Regions from separate parts of the Zea mays genome. Here region 1 is linked to region 2. The links are chromatin contacts, called in public Hi-C maps. All regions are on one chromosome and are shown on one strand. The core of a region is the stretch at or near the end of the contact, and the rest is flanking DNA. Distances in the headings are between cores, read along the strand shown. Region 1 holds the start of LOC100282278. Region 2 holds the start of LOC100282355.

What was found. A called contact is a pair of places that touch in the nucleus more often than the background predicts.
Region 1: a contact with region 2 is called in a Hi-C map of tassel, with 8 times the contacts expected there. The contact joins the promoter of LOC100282278 here to the promoter of LOC100282355 in region 2. A contact is called at or near these places in 13 of 25 Hi-C or Micro-C datasets (bundle sheath, ear, endosperm and 5 more).

What each region holds. Positions count from the first base shown.
Region 1 is chr8:63,887,687-63,894,123 of Zm-B73-REFERENCE-NAM-5.0, forward strand. LOC100282278 reads right to left here and starts at 4,299. Exons shown (of 3, transcript NM_001155190.1): 1 at 4,063-4,299; 2 at 2,207-2,289; 3 at 764-1,112. The coding sequence starts at 4,141. The coding sequence ends at 1,080. LOC101027216 (a long non-coding RNA gene) reads left to right here and starts at 4,555. Exons shown (of 2, transcript NR_169068.1): 1 at 4,555-4,711; 2 at 6,347-6,437.
Region 2 is chr8:63,724,239-63,731,347 of Zm-B73-REFERENCE-NAM-5.0, forward strand. It overlaps LOC100282355, which reads left to right and starts at 4,579. Exons shown (of 3, transcript NM_001371853.1): 1 at 4,579-4,704; 2 at 4,954-5,181; 3 at 5,281-5,790. The coding sequence starts at 4,702. The coding sequence ends at 5,667. It overlaps LOC100193865 (DUF1639 family protein), which reads left to right. Exons shown (of 5, transcript NM_001138945.1): 5 at 50-818. The coding sequence ends at 100. LOC100281129 (60S ribosomal protein L28-like) reads right to left here. Exons shown (of 4, transcript NM_001371852.1): 4 at 6,240-6,605. The coding sequence ends at 6,480. LOC111590092 (small nucleolar RNA R24) reads right to left here and starts at 6,809; the gene lies at 6,717-6,809. It also overlaps LOC111590094.

The sequences.
Region 1 (6,437 bases), core at 3,049-5,548, 160 kb after region 2:
CGGCTTCCCAGAGGGAGCCGGGAGATTACTGTGACCTAGCTGCCCCTTTCCTAGCGCCTCTCTCCTCTCACGCGCGGTGAACACGGCGACCCGCCGCCGTGCATCGCGCCCCAAACCCCGGCCACCAATCAGTCAATCACCCACCACTACAACCTGCGATCAATCCGGGAATCAGCCCCGATTCCTATCACTGAATTGCTAGAGAATCTGAGGGTGTGTTTGGTTAAGATTTTATTCGTTACAAAAAATCTAGAATCTCAACCAAAGGAGTACAACAAAATATATTTATAAAAATCTAAAAACATCTCTAGTTTACTTCAGAATCATGTCTTACTCTAGATTTCTTAGATTCTTGTGATCCATGTTACAAGCTGTCATACTCATATACAGTCCATACTTGACAATTGTTTCTATCAAACAAATTTTAGTTTTTGTACAATTGTCCGCTCACAACAACTTTTTTTACATCTCACAACTAGAATCAGATTTCTATAAATCTACAGCTAAACCAAACAAACCATGAATACCATAAAACTTACGTACAGATAAATGAATCTATAGGTTTTAGGATCCATAAAGTGACCAATTTATCCCATTGACGACTCAGCGGATTCTTTGATTACTACGTTGACCCAGAGGATTTTCATTAAAGTGATTCTCACAGAAACGGGTCGAGAAGAAAGCATTTGGCTGTTCTCACGGCCAATATCCAAATTTAAGTTGAAACAATCACCCCTTAATAGCTTCTGAGAATTATGGTAAGTTGGTAACGAAGAACACAATTCAAAAGGTGCTGATGACATTCTATCAACCTTTGTTTTAGGGGGAAAATTCTAAAACTGACACATTGCAGTATATGATTCAGGTAAAATAGCCTGTTCGTTTCGGATTAAAGCGAACTGTTTAAACCGCTATATCTGCAATCTGTGTAGAGACAAAACACTGTCGATACTGTTTAAAATCAAGCAAGCTGTCACTTTGGAGACCGTGACTTTGGAGAGCCTTCCAATCTGGACGCCAGAAAAACATGGGGAAGAAAATGTGGGACAGCATCGACATGAGAAAACAATGCAAGTTCACTACTTTTTCTTGCCGGTGACACCCGCAACCACCTGCAAAGTAACAAAAAGATTAAACCTTGCCTCGACCAGTTTCAGTCACAGGATAACAGCATCTAACTGCCTGAGGGAAGTACTCAGGTTTCATTGGCCAAACGAAGGAGGTCAAAATAATGGCAGGCAGCAGGCTAACTATGCCCTCGGCAATTTACTCTGAGCTACCAGCAACACATTTAGAGTTCATTTACGGGACTTTTTTCGGACAGGTTAGTTTGAAGTGCCCAAACAGGAGTCACTGAAGATGAATAGGAAATAAACATTCTGAATTGGGAAATTAAAAGAAATTGAATGTTATGGTCGCTAGATTGGTAAGGGATTGGAGAGGAGTATCAATGGGCAGGAACGTCGGCCGGGGGCCTCTGCCCACGGCCGAGCAAGAGGAGGGTTTTCTCCCTTCGAATTCTTGCCTGCTTTATTTCTTATCCATTGATTACATAAATAGTCAAATTCTTGCCTGCTTTATTTTCTCATCCATTGATTACATAAATAGGCCGGCTGACAGACCCTATCTAGCTAAAGATCCTTATCTCCTTAAAACTCTCCTAAAAACTCTCAACAAACTACTAATTGATAACCTTACTAGATAATCTCAACTAATATCCAAAATAATCTCAACTAATTTTCTAATCTTATCTTTAACTATCCTTATCTAATCCCCTTGGAGGACCCATGGCTGCTGCTACCGCAGCCCCTCTGTGGGCCTCCAAGAGGGATTAGATAAGGATAGTTAGAGATAAGATTAGAAGATTAGTTGAGATTATCTATAAAGGTTATCAGTTAGTATTTTGTTGAGAGTTTTTAGGAGAGTTTTAAGGAGATAAGGATCTCTAGCTAGATAGGGGCGGTCAGCTGGCCTATTTATGTAATCAATGGATGGGAAATAAAGCAGACAAGAATTAGAAGGGAGAAAACCCTCCTCTTGCTCGGCCGTGGGCAGAGGCCCCCGGCCGACGTTCCTGTCCATCGATACCCCTCTCCAATCCCTCACCGATCTAGCGACCATAACATTGAATGTAAGCAATGTTTATCATTTATATGATCTGGAAAACAGCGCACATAAAACAGCGAAAAAGGAAGAAATCACATACATCATTTAGAGGTGGTGGAGGAACTTTTTCTGCGGTCTCCCATGAATCCAGGATTGGCCGGACAACTGCTGGAAGAAAGAGACCTGAAATTACACATATAAGGTTAGTTGAAATCATTTGGCAGAAGGAAAATCAAATCAATAGCAGGTGTTAACATTTCCCAGTAGATAATTGCAAAGGTTCAGGCAGGCAAGTCAGTAAAACTTAGGAAACAAGTTTGTTAAAATGTGTGTTCACACTTCACAGAATCAATAAAATTGATCTTGTTTCTTTCTGAAATTATGACGCACACAGCACCACTTCCTATCCGTTTGTCCCCTGCTAATCGCTGCAAAGTGTCAAATTGCACAAGAACATTTTGGGTCATGAATCATAACCATAGCAAGACCACTACTTAAGTTGTTCGATGCTTGTTTTTTTAAATGGGCTTCACACAATGTACATTCAATCTCATCACTTTTGAATTGACCCTTTATAGGTAGAAACTGTGAGAAGAATTGAATGCCTAGTGCTTATGATGCTCCATAAATTTGAACAACAGTAGCTGCCAGCAAAAAATTATCCAGTTCCCACACAAAACTGTCAACCTGAGATCACTCTGGCTCGTGAGTTGTCACCAGCGTGTTTAGGGTAGGACAACGCCGTTACTTAGTCAAACTAGATAGCAAGGGATTGTGAAGGATAAACTGAGGCAAACTATTGACGTTACTAATATACAATGGTATAAATAGGTTAAATTCAACAAATGCACACAAACATTTCTAGCCTACAACACCACATAAAGTGGACAGAGCTATTACTTGTACTATCCAAATGAATGAATCCACAAAGCAGAGTTCATAAATGATGTGGGCTAACACTTTTTGTGTGTGCATTGGGCAATTTCTACAGGCTATATTGGTTTTCATGAGTCTATTTATTATTGGTAGACGGTAGAAACCTCCTTGTTGGCAATCAAGTCTTTTCAAATGCCATTCAAATTCATAACACATAACCTAATGCGGTCTACCTCTACAAGCAAAGCAAGTGTTCGCTTTTTAATGCAATTTTGGAGGAAGATTAGGAACTTAGCATAACCAGATTTTGGATGGAGAAAATAATACCTATTATGGCACACATCTGCACCAACAAAATACAGCGGATTTCACATAGAACATTTTCAGGTAAAACAGAAATAGAGATTTAAAAGTGAAGAGAGGCAACAAAAACTAGTCAAATTGAGCTGAAAACCGGTCTAGCATTAACCTATTTTGTCTTCAATAGTTCAATTACAGCTAGCTTCTCAACTTTTCTTTAGGTACTTAAGAGTACTCCTACTCCGTCCATTCCAAATTGTAAGCGATTTTAGTTTTGTCCTAAGTCAAACCACTCTAGCTTCGACTACGACTATAGAAAAATGCACAGATATTTACATCATCGAACTAATTCATTAGATATACCATGAAATATATTTTGATGGTGCACTTTTTAATATATTTTGCTATAAACTTGGTCAAAGTTACACAAATCTATATCGATTTACAATGTGGAATGGAGGGAGTACTAGTTAGCATTGCAGTTTAACTATCTTGGGTGGGAAATGTAACAGCTGAATCTTTGTAGTGAACAAGTAAATGTATAGCCTGTCAGTTAGTATAATATTAATGAATCATGTGTCAATGGCCATTGGGGCAGAGCTACTGAAAACTTCTGAGATAGAATACTGGATATAACGAATAGTAGCAAGTGAAAAGAAATGTAAGCCCTACCAGAACCCTACGACGGAGTCAACGTCAACCGGAACCCCGAAGCCAAGGCACACCGAAAGCAAGGGGCACATCTAGTAGGGTTTGCGGAGGAGAAGCCAGGGCGCGTACCGAATCCGGCGATGAGACAGGAAGCTGCGACAACAGGCTCCTTCACAACGAAGATCTTGAGCTTCTCCATCACGGCCATGGCTGCCTCTTCTGTTTCTGCTCCCGCTCCTCCGCTTCGCCTTCGCCGTCGCTGGAGACGAGAAGGGAGACGAGTCAGTGCTCTCTCCTCCGATCTGTGGACGACTGGACGTAGGCCCGTGTCTTATGCGGAGAGGCTTCGACGCCTAGCCCATTTACATCCGCGGTCCAGTGGGGCACGATCCATTTTGTTGATGGGCTGAGGGAGTGAGGTCCAACCGATAGGCTGACGGCATATTCAGAGTTGCCAATTGGAATATTCCTCGCGCGCGCGCGAATATTTTGCCCGGACGAGCGAATCTACCGTCGCTGCAGCACCTGCACGGCTGCACCCGCCTTGTTTGGACCGCACGCGCGGCCACCCTTCTCCTCCTCTCCTCTCTTCTTCACCTACCTATTCTCTCTCGCTCGGCGCGCGTAGAAGAGAAGAGGCACTTCTTCCTCCTCGCCGGCTTCCCCTCGCGTGTCGCAAGTGCTTTACCCTACACCGTGGCCCGTGGATCGTCGCCGGACGCCAGGCATCGGCAAGCGGCAGCGCAGCCGTCCACCCTGAGTCCCTGATTTTGCCAAGGTTATTAGCCCTCCCTCCTCCGCACTATCTCTGTAACACCAATTCATTCTAGCTTACTTCTCATGAGATGAGAGGGGCGCATCCAGCACCGGGGCGGCCGCTGTCCGGGCTCGATCGAGCCCCCGCTACGGTCCCCGGAGGCCGGAAGCCGGAAGCCCCTCTTAAGTTTCTGCTATAATTTTATACTTGAAATTTAAAAATGCGATTTTAAATACAGAAAATAAAAGGAATAAGTCCATCCTCCGTATCTTTCTGGATCCGCTGCTCGCGTGGTGTTTTTAGTTTGTGTGTGTGTAAGGGTGGTCACCAGCACGTCTCGTAACTGGCGGCGTGCTTCTTTGATCCGTTTGCTTATGTCGCCTGACGTCAATACATCAGCTAAGGTGCCCTTTCCCGGTTGTGGATCGGGGTTCAGGAATCAGGATATATTCATTCTTTCTCCAAAAACTATAGAATTCATTCAGTGTCGGACGGACCTTGACAAAATGGAAGAAGCAGGGCGCAGAGGCATCAGCTTATTTCCACACGACCGCGTATTTTCTATTTAACCAGCGCAGCGCAGCGCAGGCATGGAAGCACAGCGGCCGTTCATGCAGATGAAAGATGAGAGAGACCTGAATGAAAGAACAACAGGAGGACAAGGAAGGAGGACGCCGTCAGCCCTCTGTTTAGGAAGCTCAACCGGGCCATGGAGTCCTCTTCAGCCCGCACCATCTACGTGAGCACTGAGCCGTCAGATAAGAACATCAGAGGTGGCACTGGATCTGGATGGTCCGCGAGCTAGCAGAGATAATAGATAACGCACGTCATTTCAGGTGTTTTACCCGTATGCTCTTTAGTGAACTAAGACTATGTTTGATTTCTTTAGTCTAGGGACTAAAGTTTAGTTAGGGGATTAAAGTTTAGTCCCTAACATATTTAGTTATAGGGCTAAAAATAGTAAGAATATACTAAATGACTTATAAGAAGACTAAAATGACTTTTAACATTCTCCTGCTATTAGTACAATTGAACTAAATGAAGGGTAAATATGGAATTAATATGGTTTAGTCTCTTTTAGCACATATGCGAAGGACTAAAGACTAAATTATTTTAGTCCAAATTTTAGTTCTAGTGTTTGGTAAAAAAGGGACTAAATGAGACAAAAAGCTAGAGACTAATCTTTAGTCCCTCTAACCAAACACCCCCTAAAGCTAACGTGTCCTACAGACACACTAAGGGCTTGTTCGGTTAGCTCCCAATCCACATGGATTGAGTGAGATTGGATGAGTTTAAATCCCAACTAAGTCAAATCCTTTCTTAATTTTTTTCAATCTCACCCAATCCATGGGTAACGGGATTAACCGAACAAGGCTTTATCTCATCCAATCCATGGGTAACGGGATTAACCGAACAAGGCTTAAGGTTTCACCCAATCCATGGGTAACGGGATTAACCGAACAAGGCTTTATCTCATCCAATCCATGGGTAACGGGATTAACCGAACAAGGCTTAAGGTTGGCACGCCGTCCCAGCCAGATCGTCTAGGCCCTGGATATTATCGTGTTGTACGTCGTGAAACCCAGATCTGTGGCTGCCGCTCTCGTTCGCTTTTCAGTTTTACCCTATGCTACTATTTGCTGAAATGTATTGCAGCATCTTCACGTTTGCAGCGTTTCGGCCGCTTAAGCGCAGTGTATGTCTTTGCAAGAAAGATGATGATGTCAGCTCGATCGGAACAGATTAA
Region 2 (7,109 bases), core at 3,329-5,828:
TCTTGGGAAGAGTTCATTCAGCCAGCTGACGTTTGAACTGATTTTGCAGCGCCCCAGGGGATTGAAAGCTATGCACGACTTGGACAGTGACTCGGAATAAAAAACAGAGAGAGAAGAGATCACTGAACATGAGAAGCTGAACATTAGAGAGAAGGCCAGGACAGATGCAGCAGATGGAGGTCGACCATAAAGCTTCCTGATGGAATGAGGACCAACGGGTCACCACTCCTCGCGATTGATACTGGAGATCGATTTGTCCAAAAGGACTAGGTTTTTTTAAAAGCAAATGGCAGGAGCTCTGCCTATCCATTAAGAGAGAGGGAGAGAGAGAAATTTACAAGAAGTGAGCACAATAAAAGCACGCCCAAACATAACGAGGGATCCCAATAAGAAGTCGTCCCTGCTGCTACAAAAAAAAAAGGACTTGTAGCGATCGGAGGACGACCGAGATGTCAGGAAGTTGCACGGAAGAACAGAGAGGAGAGCTGCAGGAGCTGGAGTTCCTGAACATTAGCAAACTATTCAATTCCCTGGAAAGCAGCAACGCTGTTTTGCTATTCTCTCATGTTAATATGAATGGCGAGCTAGCCAGTCCTGTCGCGTCTAGTTTGCCTTCCGTAGTTTTTTTTTATCCTCTGGTGCTGTATGAAAGGTCAGTGGATATTCTTTCAGGGGCATGAGACAGTGTCCGGCACTCTCAGTCCAGTGCGAGTGGATCAGGATTCAGGCAAACATAGACCGACGATCGGACTTTATGTGTTTTCAGGACTGCCAGACTTGTAAATTCTGAAAGTTTCAGTGAATTTTTTTTATAGTTTAAATTTTATATAGGCCTACCCTCCGTATAAAAAAATTGAGAACTTTTTTTACGTGATATTGGAAGATGTTTGGCATTGGTTTTGCAAACTCTATTGATTTTTAAGAGATGTAGCATACATTTTCGTCTCTCTTTTGTTGCTATGGAATCATTAAAAATAAGAAAACAATATAGAGTTCTTTTGTTGCTCTGGAATCATTAAAAATAAGAAAGCAATATAGAGCTGATTTGTTTCGGCTTCTAGCCGAATTATGGCCGTTAAAATCGGCTTTAGATCGTTCTTAGATCCTGTTTGTTTCAGATTATAATCCCTTCAGATTATATAATCCAGTGGAAATAATCCAATAGTTAAACAAACACATAGATTATGAGTTTAGATTATATAATTTAAACTTCAGATTATGATAATTTCATAATCTCCTCAAGACTAGCTTATTTAAGATTATTTTGGCAAAAGACCCACTACCCATGCTAATGTAAATAGAAATTACAATATATGTCATCCTTCTTTTCTCACCTCAAATAAACAATAAAGGTATTGTTGTCTTTATGAATAATCTACATTTGTATAATCTAAAGTACCAAACAACTACATAAAGATTATAATATATCTAGATTATAATTTGGATTATATAATTTAGATTATAATCTAGATTATATAATCTATAAACTGAAACAAACAAGCCCTTAGTCTGTTTCTGAAAAATCACTCAAATCATAGTGACAGCAGAAAAAGCTCTTACGAAAAAAGTTGTGCCAACTGCCAAACAGGCCCACATACTCCAAGTAGTTATAGAAAAGGGAGAAACTCTATTTTATCACTTAATATATAATGAATTAAAATTTGATATATTGATATATTAAACAATGAAAAATTATCTAGATTTTTTTAATGATTTATGGTTTAATTGTAGGATGGTTGCATGACACGTTTATTACAAGAAGAGTATTGGTTTCTATTGAACTCATGGATGCTGTGCATGTGGTCCTGCGGCCTTGCCCAACCGCTCGCCCGCCTGCAAGCAACCGCCGCGCGGGACCAGACCAAACCAAAGTTGGGCTACCCGCAGGCACGCACACGGCACACCTCGGGTACTCTACTCCATGGTTTACAAAACCGCTAAAAATGGGCGGTAAACCACTGATTTTTTAAAATTCGTTTGAAATTTTAAAAAAATGAAAAAAAATCATAAAAATCGAAAACCGCTGGTAAATCGTTTTTTTGGACTGGTAACCCGTTATTGGAGACCGATAAACCGTCAATTTTTGCCGAAAAACCGAATAATACCAAAATTGAGTATTTAGTGGTCAATTTAGACAATATTTGTCTTATTTACTATTATATGTTATATGTGATGTTATATGTTAAAATTGAGACCGATAAACCACTAATTTTTATCTCTGGAACAGGTTCGTCTTTACATATAATATATTCACATATAATATATATTGTTTAATATTAGTTCTCAGTTCAATCAGCTGAACTGAACAGCGCCCGAGGACTGCAACGGCACAAAAGGGGCAGATTTTAAATGTTGCATTATTCGCTGGCATCGCAGCTTTACAGCAGCAGCAGAGAGAAAAGAAAGTGAGAGAACTCCTGCTTTTGTTAGCCTGCTTTAGTTTTACGCTTTGCCTGCCCTCTTTTTTTCTCTCTCAAAACAAAAGCGTCGCTTTTCTTTGCGAAAACGAGATGCAAATACCCCCAAAGGCGGTATGACATCCCTGCTTAAAAAAACATAATCAGACGAATTATGTTTAATGTTCGTGCTTCCAAAAAAAACATCAGAAAATCTGGGCGACGTTCACTCTGAAGTCTGAACCAATGCTGCTACAGAAACAAACGCGCTGAATCTCCGAACGATCGATAGAGTTCCAATCCACGCGCGGGGTGGCGGTACAAGGCACGCACAGGTCAGGAACACACACACACACATACAGAGGACAATAACATCACGCGACAGCACACGGCGGCTCTCGTCGGACAGGCAGGCAGGCGTCATCAGTGGCGCAGGTTGCCGAGGAGGAGCGCGACGGCCGGGCAGAGGGCGGCGGCCAAGAGCGACGAGGAGACGGCCGCGGCGCCGGAGGCCGGGCTCGGCGCGGGGGCCTCGGCGGCGAGGGCGGCGCCGGCGAAGGAGGACACGGCGACGGCCACGACGACGACGGCGGCGCGCAGTATCTTGGAGGAGGCCATGACGGGGGTTTGCCTGTGCTGGCTTTTGAGCTGCGGTGAGCCGTGAGCTCGAGCTCGTAGGGAAATTGCGAATGAGAGTGAGTGAGGTCGGAGGCGGTGAGAGCGCGTGTTTATAGGCGAGCGGCGGAGGGTTGGGGCCTCACGTTCACAGTCTGGCCTATTCGCTACGTATTTCCCATCGGCCAGCTCATAATTTAGTGCCACCCCATAATTAGCTTAAAGCTAGGAGACTGCTGGTCCTCAGTGACATATATAGAACCAATCTACAATTAGCAGATTTCTGATTTTTCATAATCCAGATTTGGGGGACTTGCTTCTTTACCGTTTTTCTTTTTAATAATTGGCAGCCAATGCGACTATGCAAGAAACAAAGTGAAAGTGCAGGATGCTCTGCACAACAGGCAGCAGTACACCTCATCTGAGAACTACAGATTAGCTGCTGATGATACCGATGTATTCCAGCAAAGCACAGATCAGCAGGGTTCTATTCTAGGCTGCAGCAGTACAGTCTGGCTCGATGAAACAAACCACTGCATGCACATCGATATACCCGACGGCCCAAGGGGATATGGCTGACAGTTTTGCTTATTTGGAAAAGTCCAGTCTGCTCAACGATGAAAGGGCACAGACAGCACGGTGTCACAAAGACGGTTAGATAGAGACGGCACGGTCGCTTTGCAGTCACACACACACATACAGGTATTTACTTGAAGCCACAGGCACCATAATTACCGCAAGTGCACCTGAAGCTTCAGAAAACGACAGCCACCTATCATCTGCCAATTCGTTGGCTTTGGCTGTGTGTATTATTGGCTTCTTCTGGACTTTGCGCACGCTGTCAGCTAAGATTCTCCTTAGCTGTGTGTTGTTCAGTGGCAACCGAAACCAACTGGACCTGGCTCCCTCCCGGTGATGATTGTTGGACACATCACACATATGTCCCTGTGGGCTGTGTGGTGGACATTTCAGTGTTTCGTGCATGCAAGTTTGGCTGGCTGGATGTGCTTAAAAAGAAAGAACGACGGGCAGGATGAGTTGTTCGCTCTCGCCAATGATGCTATCAGCTCAATGGCGTATTGTTCTCCAGTTCCATGATCGTCCACCAGACCTTTCATGCCCGTCCCTTTACTGACAAAGCATAGCTAGCTTGACTGGGAGAGAAAAAATGTTCTTGAGTCACCATCGTTTTCTGTTTTTCGAGTCACCATCTGATGTAAGTAAAGGTACCAAGACCTTGTGAGCTTGGAGTCTAAGGGAGCACTGCGACCGTTGTTAGATCTTCCATTTTTCTTGAAGGTAAGGTAACTTCAACTCATAGACAGTTTACTCAATCTAATTACATAGAAAAAAAATTCCAGGGACATTGCTGCTAAAACCGAACCGAGGATTATCCACAGTTTCAAAGATTATCCTACGAAACTTCCAGATCAAGAACAGAGCGCTCTTTGTGCAATATGCTTATCGTTCCAGAAAAGCAGTGTACTCATCCCCTAGCCCCCCTCCTTAGGGCATCTAATTCTTTTGTCCCCAGCTATCCGTCCCATCCTGCTGCACCTTTTGTTTTGCTGGGCAATTTCTTCAGTACCTCTTGTCTATCTATTAAGCACCCTTGCTCTTCAAGGAACTTTGGCTGCAAAACCTAACCACTTGTGCATTCTCTCAAGACCCCCCTGGAAGGGAAGGAAACATGGTGCACACATGGACTTCACTAGTGTTCTGTTCGTTTGCTTTTTGTTCCTGCGCGCCGTTAGGAATTTCGCGTCTTTCTCGCATGCCTCTCTGTTCAGACATAAACTGCTGAAACTTTTTTTCTTTCGTTCTTTCATTGGTTTGAAAAGAGAGGAACTAACTAGGGCGTGTGGTTGAAAGCATACAGGATTTCCGAAATGGGGAATGTCTGAATTTAAAAAAAAACTGCATGTCTTTTTTTTTGGGGCAGCAGCAATCGCAGAGGAAGATGGTGGTGTCGAAGAAGAAGCTGATCAAGGTCGGCCCATGGGGCGGCGCCGGGGGACACCCGTGGGACGACGGCGGCTACTCCGGGATCCGCAGCATCACCATGTCCTACGACCGGTTCATGGAGTCCATCAGCGTGGAGTACGACAGGGACGGCATGCCCGTCACTGGGGAGCGGCACGGAGGAGCCGCCGCCAGCCACACGACCCAGGCACGTCCGCCGCCAAACCAATCACCCCCGTCAGTCACGATCAGTGACACGGCTCCTTCCGCTGGGTGGTTTCTGAACCGTGCGCGCGTACGTACACAGATCAAGCTGGGCTACCCGGACGAGTACCTGACAACGGTGAGCGGGCACTACGCGCCGATCGCGCCCGGCGGCTCGCCGGTCATCCGCTCGCTGGCGTTCCGGACCAACCAGGGGGCGTACGGGCCGTTCGGCGTGGCGGAGGGCACGCCCTTCGAGTTCCCGGTGGACGGCGGCGTCATCGTCGGCTTCTGCGGGAGGAGCGGGTGGCAGCTCGACGCCGTCGGCCTCTACGTCGCGCCGCTGCGCCCGGAGACCGTGTACGACAGGGTGCACAAGCTTGGCCTCACGGCTTACCGCGCAGTTTGGCAGCGGATCGGGTCCCAGCAGCAGCAGCAAGAACCGGTGAAACTGCTGAACGGCAACGCGCAGATTACTCACAAGATGTAACCAACTGCCAGGATGCCAACCATGACTATCTATATTCTGCAGTCCGAATGTATCCAGCTAGCGTATGGATCTAATGTACCTGTACCTCATCCTGATTTGAACACTTCAGCGTATGAATCTAAACATGCAGCAAACAGTCCTGCGACGGGACTTGGCTGCTGGCCACGTCTAACAGCAATAGTTGGTATTTTCATTCCTAAGCCACAATGGGCCTGTCGGTTGTCTCCATTTTTAAATAAATTAAATTTATTTAATACACAAATTTCATGTTAATCTGTCATTAGAAAAGACTAATGGTTGCACCGAGGCTGTCTTTAACAAAACGGCCAATTCCTTCATATGTCGGGATAAATTTATTTAATAGACACTAATTACATGTTAATCTCATTAGAAAAGACGGTTGCACCGACAGAGGCTGGCCTTAGAGAAACGGCTAATTCCTATCGAGCTGAAGAGGCTGACCAGGCAACCAACCAGAACGCTGAAGAGGCTGATAGGCAACCAACCAGAACGTGAGCCTCGCCAGACAATATGCAGGCAACCACAGTCCACAGGCAACCAAAAGCACCCAATAAGAAGCTAGACATACATGTTCCAGAACCCAACAAAAATCAGGGGTAATCCCGGCCAGCCAGCTTGCAAACAAAGCAGCAATCAAGTGCCAAGCAATCTTTGTCATGGAATTCTTGCTATAGAATGACAAACGGCAACATCTTAACACGATTTGCTCTAGTTCTAACAAGTCTCAAAACTGTTGGAGACATTGGATAAATATAAGCTGAGACTATGGGCACCAACGACAGAACACAGGCTTAGTGCGTAGGCTGCCTGTTCTTCTTCTTGACACCAGACTTGGCAACCTGGAGGCTGCGGTACACAGAGCTCAGCCTACCAAGGGCCGACTTGGTCAGATCAGGCCTGTAATAGTTGTCGCCAACCTGCAGCACAAACAAAAGGCAAATTAGAAACCGAAGCACTGTACATTATTAGTGTTCATTCTAAACGAAAAGCAGGAAACCAATGATACAAGACTTAAATATCCTGCAAGGTCAGCTCAGAAGCCAAGCGTATCAGCTTATATTTCATTGAAGGAACCAATTGATCGGTTGGTTTTCTTAAAAGTTATGGCTCATCACAGCTAAACCATGCACTAGCAATGGAACCCAAAAATATAAAAGAGAAGAGAATCTACCTAACAAGAGAAACCGGCACAGGACCATTCAAGCAACACAACAGAACAAATATCTTACAAACGAACACATAATGTTAGAAGTAATACTAAATAAAGAGTATGAAACAATATGCAGCTCAGAAGCCAAGCGTATCAGCTTATATTTCATTGAAGGAACCAATTGATCGGTTGGTTTTCTTAAAAGTTATGGCTCATCACAGCTAAACCTTGCACTAGCAATGGAACCCAAAAATATAAAAGAGAAGAGAGT